2 separate regions of the Mus musculus genome follow, and region 2 is linked to region 1. A link is a contact called in public promoter capture Hi-C data. All regions are on one chromosome and are shown on one strand. Each heading gives the region's core, a stretch centred on a gene start, on an enhancer-like site or on the middle of the called end of the contact. The rest is flanking DNA. Distances are from core to core; before and after follow the strand shown. Region 1 has its middle 12 kb from the start of Gm27204. Region 2 holds the start of Rab27a (RAB27A, member RAS oncogene family).

The links. Promoter capture Hi-C pulls out the DNA fragments that hold promoters and counts their contacts.
Region 2: a promoter capture Hi-C map of hippocampal neurons shows a contact between it and region 1, with 4 times the contacts expected there. The contact joins the promoter of Rab27a here to the enhancer-like site in region 1. A contact is called at or near these places in 12 of 39 promoter capture datasets (the 3T3-L1 cell line, the C10 cell line, cranial neural crest and 7 more), 6 of 484 Hi-C or Micro-C datasets (the G1E-ER4 cell line, the N1E-115 cell line, cerebellum and 3 more), 7 of 115 datasets of contacts at active chromatin or transcription factors (the SCID.adh cell line, embryonic basal ganglia, embryonic limb bud and 4 more) and 3 of 9 other capture datasets (embryonic stem cells, liver and pancreatic islet).

What each region holds. Positions count from the first base shown.
Region 1 is chr9:72,765,410-72,769,386 of GRCm38.p6, forward strand. No RefSeq gene overlaps it. Among named protein-coding and RNA genes, the nearest start is that of Gm27204, 12 kb to the right of the region's middle. Within about 2 kb of position 1,477, at least 72 of the 459 cell types and tissues checked have an H3K27ac peak or open chromatin away from gene starts, as enhancers often do. A contact at or near this core is called in the G1E-ER4 cell line, the N1E-115 cell line, the SCID.adh cell line and 5 more, where this site is marked.
Region 2 is chr9:73,043,463-73,047,023 of GRCm38.p6, forward strand. It overlaps Rab27a (RAB27A, member RAS oncogene family), which reads left to right and starts at 1,348. Exons shown (of 6, transcript NM_023635.6): 1 at 1,348-1,549.

The DNA.
Region 1 (3,977 bases), core at 227-2,726:
AGAGCACCCAACTGCTCTTCCGAAGGTCAGGAGTTCAAATCCCAGCAACCACATGGTGGCTCACAACCATCTGATCACGAGATCTGACTCCCTCTTCTGGTGTGTCTGAAGACAGCTACAGTGTACTTACATATAATAAATAAATAAATCTTTAAAAAAAAAAAAAGAATGGAATGAAATTCCAGATTAATTAAAAAAAAAAAAAAAAAAAAAAAAAAAGGACCATGGGCTGCAGTTGTATAACAAACTGAGTCACCAAAAGAATAACTTTAATTATAGGACCATACAAAAGACAGATAACCTATCTGGGCGGTGGTGGTGCACACCTTCGATCCCAGCACTTGGAAGACAGAAGCTCTGTGAGCTGGAGGTCAGCCTGGTCTACAGAGCAATTTCCAGGACAGCCAGGACTGTTACATCGAGAAACTCTGTCTCGAAAACAAAACAAAACAACAAAGCAAAACAAACAAACAAACAAAACCAAAAAAAGGTAAGCAGTCTCTGAGTGAGATTTCTGGACCTCCTCCCACTGGGTTAGGACCCGGAGAGGATAATGTATTTATATGTAATAGTGTAACATGTGGCAGGCATGTTACAAGTATACAAGAGAGAGATGCTTGGGAAATGATGCCTGTGTCCCCTTCTGTGGTAATCTACTATGCAGGCATATATGTGTATTCTACTTCTCTCTGTGTGTGTGCACGCATGTGCCATGGCATGTGTGTGGGGGCAGAGGACAACTTTCAGAAGTCTGTGGTTCGTTAGGATCAAATCCAGGTCCATGCTTGGAGTCAAACAGCCTTACTCCCTGAGCCCCCTCACCAGCCCAATCTATTATACTTAATAAGTGTCTCCCCCACTGTGTTTCATAACAAAGGAGTTATTTTTTCCAAATAAGACACTGGTCTGGCATTTGTGAGAAAAACTCGAGAACAAAGTGTCTGGTGAATGTTGTTTACTGACTGACTGCTTGTGAGCCACTTGCCTTCTTAGGGCTCCATGCCCCTGCTCTCTGGGGGCCCCCTCCGCGGTCCTCTCTCCAAATAACTGGGCCTGTGACCATTCAGGAGCTCTGGAGACAGGAGCAGGGTAGAGTGGCGGTATTTTCCCAGACACTGTGGAGCCTAGGTTGAGTTTCTGTTACAAGTGTCATTTGTGTGTATGAAAGGCCACTGGGACATGTAATTAGCCATCTCTTGAGCCTGTCTGATTTCACTTTTCACATGGAGGGTATGAGCATATACTGTGCTTGGCTGGGCTCAGCTGAAAGAATCAACGGGTGTCAATCGGTTCATCCGCTGAGTTTCTATCTCTGCTCTACCCCTGACTCCCGTCTGCGCCCAAAGGGCCAGATCAAAACCAGTCCTGTGATTTCTCCTAGCTCAGAATCTTCTGACACCTCCAATAAAATGTCTGTTGTTGTCCTCAGCCACTCCTTGAGGTCATTTCTGCCAGAAGATGGCGCCACGGACTCATGTTTGCCCGGAAGCGTGGGCGGTCGTTTGCGAATCAATCCCCTCTGCTTTCAAAGGCTGCAGGGAACTCACCTACTTACCAGCTGCCAACAGATTAATCTTAGAAATACTGCTGCTCATGCTCCCAGGGGGTGGCTGCACCGTGCGCCATCTCTCCCTTTGCTGACTCCGAGGGCATCAGCATGGTCTTTGGCCCGTCGTCTGGTTTCTGGAAAGCGCTAACGGTCAGGGATGAACATGTGCTGTTGTTACATAGTACCCACCATCAGCCATTTGCACGCTGTTCAGAAGGTACAAATGGCCACCGAGCTTGTCAATTGCCTAATTGCTGCTTGGGGGCGGAGGGGGGGGGGAGCAGATACAATTTTGCAACCTTAGATCTCTGGCAGCAGCTAAGCTAGAGAGGCTCAGAAAAGAGTGGTTTCTAGTTGTCTCAGGTTACTGTGAGCCAGGTCAATAGTGTGGAGAGGGATCAGGGCAGGGAAAAGAAAGGAAGAAAGAAAAAAAGAAAGAAAGAAAGAAAGAAAGAAAGAAAGAAAGAAAGAAGGAAGGAAGGAAGGAAGGAAGGAAGGAAGGAAGGAAGGAAAGAAAGAAAGAAAGAAAGAAAGAAAGAAAGAAAGAAAGAAAGAAAGAGCAAGAAAGGAAGGAAGGAAGGAAGGAAGGAAGGAAGGAAGGAAGGAAGGAAGAGAGAAAGAAAGAAAAGACCTTAGGCCAGCAGGCCCATGACTGGGATACTACCCAAAGACAGTCTAGGAGACAGAAAGAGGATCCAAAGTGAAAATTCCCCTAAATGATCCTAGGCTTTGATTTCTTCTCACATGTTAAAGAAACAGAAGAAGGGGAGGGAGAAGAAAGAGAGAAAGGGAGGAAGGAAGAGTGTGTCAGTGTGTGTGAGTGTGTGTGAGTGTGTGTGTGTGTGTGTGTGTGTGTGTGTACATCTGCTTGGGAGATAGCTCAGTCTGTAAAGGACCTAAGTTAAATCCCCAGAACCCGTGGTTTGTTTGTTTGTTTTTAACAAGCCAGTCATGGTGGCGCAAACTTGCAAGCCCCGTGCTGTGCTGTGGGGAGGTAGGGAGGGGGGACCCCCGGGGTGGGGGTGGGGTGGGTCACTAGCTACCCAACCAGCCTACTCAGTGAGATCCAGGACAGTGAGAGACCCTGTCTTAAAGATAATGTGGGCCAGGTAGTGGTGGCCCACTCCTCTAATCCCAGCACTTGGGAGGCAGAGGCAGGTGGATTTCTGAGTTTAAGGCCAGCCTGGTCTATAGAGTGAGTTCCAGGACAGCCAGGGCTACACAGAGAAACCCTGTCTCGAAAAACCAAAAAAAAAAAAAATAATAAAATAAATAAATAAATAAATAAAAAATGGATAGCTCCTAAGAAACTAGAGACCCCCCTCATCCCCTGAGAAAGAGAAGGGGGAGGAGAAGGGAGAGGGGAGCAGGGGTAGAGCTGAAGGCAGAGAGGGGAGAGGAGAAAGAGACCTGGGCTGAAATGGGTATCATTAAATAGTTCTGATTCAAATATATCAGCTAGCTCTTCTTCCATAAAGAAACCCAGTGGTTCTCAACCTGTGGGTCGTGACCCCTTGGGAGACACACTTCAGATGTCTTCCATATCAGATATTTATACTTTGATTCATAACAGCAGCACAATTAATTATGAAGTCATAATTAAATCATTTTATAGTCAGGAGTCATACAACATGAGGAACTGTATTGAAGGGTCACAGCATTAGGAAGGTTTCGAGAACCACTGAAGTAAATAATTTTAAGATTCAAGTAGAAAATCCCAAGGCATCATTGGACCTTCGTTTCAGGAGTCCTGCGTCTCCTTGGCATATGGAAGCACTGGGCACTTCCTAGCTGTCATGCCGGGCATACTGTGGACAGATTCTGACATCTTGAACGTTTGGTCGTGGCCTCAGCAGAGCCTTTAAGATGAATGTGTGTGGGGTCTGAGGAGATAACTTGGTGGTTGAATACCTCCCTGTGAGCTCCAGGACCTGAGTTCGGATCCCTGGCAGCCGTGTAGATGTTGGGCTGAGAGGCAGAGACAAGAGGACCCTGGGGTTTTACTGGCCTGTTAGTATAACTCATCAGTTCTCAACCTTCCTGGTACTGTGACCCTTTCATACAGTTTCTCAGGTTGTAATGACCCCCCCAGCCATACAACAATTTTTCATTGCTGTTTCATAACTGTAATTTTGCTAGTTATGAATTGTAATGTATATATCTGTGTTCTTAGGAAACCCCTGTGAAAGGATCATTCTACCCTCCCCCCCCCAAAAAAAGAGTGAGACCCACAGGTTTGGAACCACTGGTGAGTCCAAACAGCTAGCTCCAGATCCCGTTAGAGACCCTGTCTCAACAAATAATGTGAAGAGTGATAGAGAAAGGTACTGGCCTAAAGATACTGGCCTCCACAGCCTTCATGTGTGCATGTATGTGTGAGTGTACCTACCACACACATACACACACATGAACATACATGCACACACAC
Region 2 (3,561 bases), core at 98-2,597, 280 kb after region 1:
TTTTTTTTTTTTTTTTTGGTTTTTTGAGACAGGGTTTCTCTGTGTAGCCCTCGCTGTCTGGGAACTCACTCTGTAGACCAGGCTAGCCTCGAACTCAGAAATCCACCTGTCTTGGCCTCTAGTGATAGCTCCTTGAGAGCTAGTGCCAGAGCCGGGTGGTGGTGACGTCGGCACACGCCTTTAATCCCAGCACTCGGGAGGAGGCAGAGGCAGACGGATTTCTGAGTTCAAGGCCAGCCTGGTCTACAGAGTGAGTTCCAGGACAGCCAGGGCTACACAGAAAAACCCTGTCTCGAAAAACCAAAAAGAAAAAAAAAAAAAGAGCTAGTGCCTGAAGGAAGATGGTTGCCTTGCTTTTCCTGGGGAGGGTATTTCTCTTCAGCCCTGATGGAATGATAGAAAAGATTCTGTACCGGTCCAGTTTATTGGGGTTGCTTACAAGCGTGGGTGACTCCAGTAGCTGCCATCTACAGATTGAGAAACTGCACTGTGGTGCAGTCCTAGTAGCTACAGACAGGAGGGGTGACTGGGTGTGCAGGTGGGTGGGACAGCTGGACCGCGGAGTTTGTGGTGGCAGGCCCTAGGGATGAATGAAACTGCATGGACAGAACTTAGCCCAGTCTTCCTTCTCAGCATTTTGCTTGTCTTGGAAGTGGAATTCTGAAAGCAACAGGGCAGGCCCAAAGGCCAGTGTGAAGCGCAGAACCACCTTTGGACGGATTTGGCTAATGTCCTCCATCCCCAGGTTGAGACCCAGACTGCTCACAGAAAACCCTAGGCATCGGTAGAAGGCCACTAGGAGGCAGCAGAGGGTCATAGGCTGCTCCGGACCCTGCCGGGTCTTAGCATGTTATGCCACCCCATAATTTCCCTCTTACTGTGCAGTAACTGCCTGCCCTAACAGTGTTTTAGGACTTCAGGGTGAGTGTAATCCGAGTTAGACTGTGTGCATGTAGACTCCGCTGGCCATTGCCTTCCAGAATAGTGTTTATTTTCTTCTGACTGAATCTTACCTATTTTTCTCATCATCGAGTCCAGGAACCCCAGTAGGCCATGCCCAAGCTGTCTCCAGGGAGGATGCACAGCCATGAAAAAGCTTTTAGGACAGACCTTTGGAGTCTCCAGGGCACGCCTCGCCTTACCCGGATCCTGGGGCAATTTGAGCTTTTTGTGAATGGCTCTCTTGGTCTCAAGGAAAACCACCCTCTGTGGTTCTCACACCTTTCAGAAGGGGCGAGGAGACCCGATCCGTGCCAGGCGAGGCGAGCAGTCGTTTCTGTGGCTGGGGGCCTGCGGGCAGGTGACAGGAGGCGGAGGTGGAGGCCGCTCAGGACCCGCCCCCACCGCGCTCTCCTCTACGGGAAGTGATGTGGGGCCAGACGGAAAATAGCGCCAAGCACCCAAAAAAGGCCAGTCGCACGGGGTCCCGAGCTCCATTTGGAAGGGAGTACCTAAGGGATAGAGCACAGCGAGGACGCGGCACGTTGGGAATCTAGCACTGCAGGGACGCAACACCGCAGGGACAGCACCGGACAGAGCACCAAACCGGGTGAGCACTCAGCGTTCTGGGCGCGCTGCAGATTGCAGGCGAGCAAGTCAGCCCTAGGGCAACCAGGGGACAGATCTTCGGAATGGATGCTGGTTTTCTGGAGTTCCAGGGGCTGAAGGTTATCCCGGGTGGCATCTAGGTGCCAAAATCCCTTTAATGAGGGGAAGAGAAATAGGTCTGCCCATCCCTCTGTCCTTCCCTCACTTCGGTTTTAGAAGTCTTTGACTTTAAAGTCTTTAGAGTCCTGCTGCTTTCAGGTGAGAAAGGGCTCTGCCTTTTCCTGTCATTCAGAGAACCCAGCTGGTCAGCCTGGTCTTAGAGTCACCCTATCGGAGGTAGAATTGATGGATGACATATTTTGGTCACTTTGCCAAGACCGGGTCTCTGGCCCAGTAGCTGGGTACCGATTTGGAAAGCCAGCTCTGTAATGTAGGAGATCTTGAGGCGTCTCAGCAGCCCCCCTGGCCTTTGCATCTTGCTGTTGTCTGGAGTATTCCCCTAGGCTTCTCTTTCAAGCCCAAGGGCTAACAGCTGTTCTGCCTTAGCTGTTCAGCCCAGCCGGGTGAGGAAGGCAGGAGACATTTCGTATTCTTTAAAGCTCCCTGTAGAGTGGAACCGGTATGGGAAAAGTAATCCCTGCATTTGGAAGGTGGACAGAGAAGGATCCAGGGTTCAAGGTCAGCCTTTGCTACATAGTGTGTGCTTGAAACCAGCCTGGGTTACAGGAGACTCTTTCTCAAAAAACAAACACCAAAAAGAAAGGAAGGGGGGGTATTCAGAAATGCTAAGCGCGCCTGAATGGGAGCTGCCTTCTTATTTTACCTTGGTCTTCCCCCCCACCCCAACACCTTTCCGTTTCCTCTCCACAGTGTGTCTTATTTGTCGTTGTTGTTGTTGTTGTTTGTTTATTTCTGACGTCACCCCGCCCCACCCCCTCCCTTGCCACCTTTTACGAGTTTTTTTGGCTGTGCAGAAGAGTCCCTTGTATCTCTGTGTGGAATTTACGGTCAGCTTCTCAATTCTGTGGCCTTGGCTTTAGAGCACGCACAGGCATTTTGAAGAGGGAAGCCGCCTTTGGGAACCAGACTTTTAACTTCCTTTCCTGATACCTGTTTCCCCATCTTAGTAAAGAAATTCCACTCTTAGAGAATCTCAGGCCAAACAATTCTCTTCATTCTTCCATGTCTCTTGTCCACCCTGAACACATTTTATTGAGTCTAACTTGAGTAGAACTAAATATTTTTTGGTTTAAAAACTTGGTAAGTGGCTGGAGAAATGGCTCTGTCATTTAGAGCACAGACTGCTTGCTCTTCCTGAGGATCCAAGTTCGGTTCCCAGCACCCACAACAGGCAACTCACAGCTGCCTGTAACTCCAACTTCAGAGAACCCAGTGCTGTCTTCTGGACTCTGCCAGTATTGCACTCATTGCACAAAACCAAACACACACACACACACACACACTTAAAAATAAACAAACTGGTATCAAAAGATTGCCTAGTCGGCCATCACTGGAAAGAGATGCCCATTGGACAGGCAAACTTTATATGCCCCAGTACAGGGGAATGCCAGGGCCAAAAAATGGGAATGGGTGGGTAGGGGAGTGGGGGGGGGGGCGGGGGAGAGTGTGGGGGACTTTTGGGATAGCATTGGAAATGTAATTGAGGAAAATACGTAATAAAAAAAACAAACTGTAAAATTGACGTTCACTGAATGCTCTGGTGACTAGGAATTATTTGCTGCCTTTGCAGAGGACCTGGGTTTAGTTCCCAGCACCCACATGGCAGCTCACTAACACTGAGTAATTTCAGTTCCAGGGGACTGGATTCCCTTCTCTGGCCACTGAAAGCACTGCACACATGTGCTGCATGTACGTACGTGTAGGCAAAATACTCATAAACATGTATTGATCATTTGTGTATGGTGTCATATGTATGGAAGGTCAGAGGACTGTCTATAGGAGTCAGCTCTTTCCTTCCACCTTGTGGATCCAGGGATTTAACTCAGGTTGTGT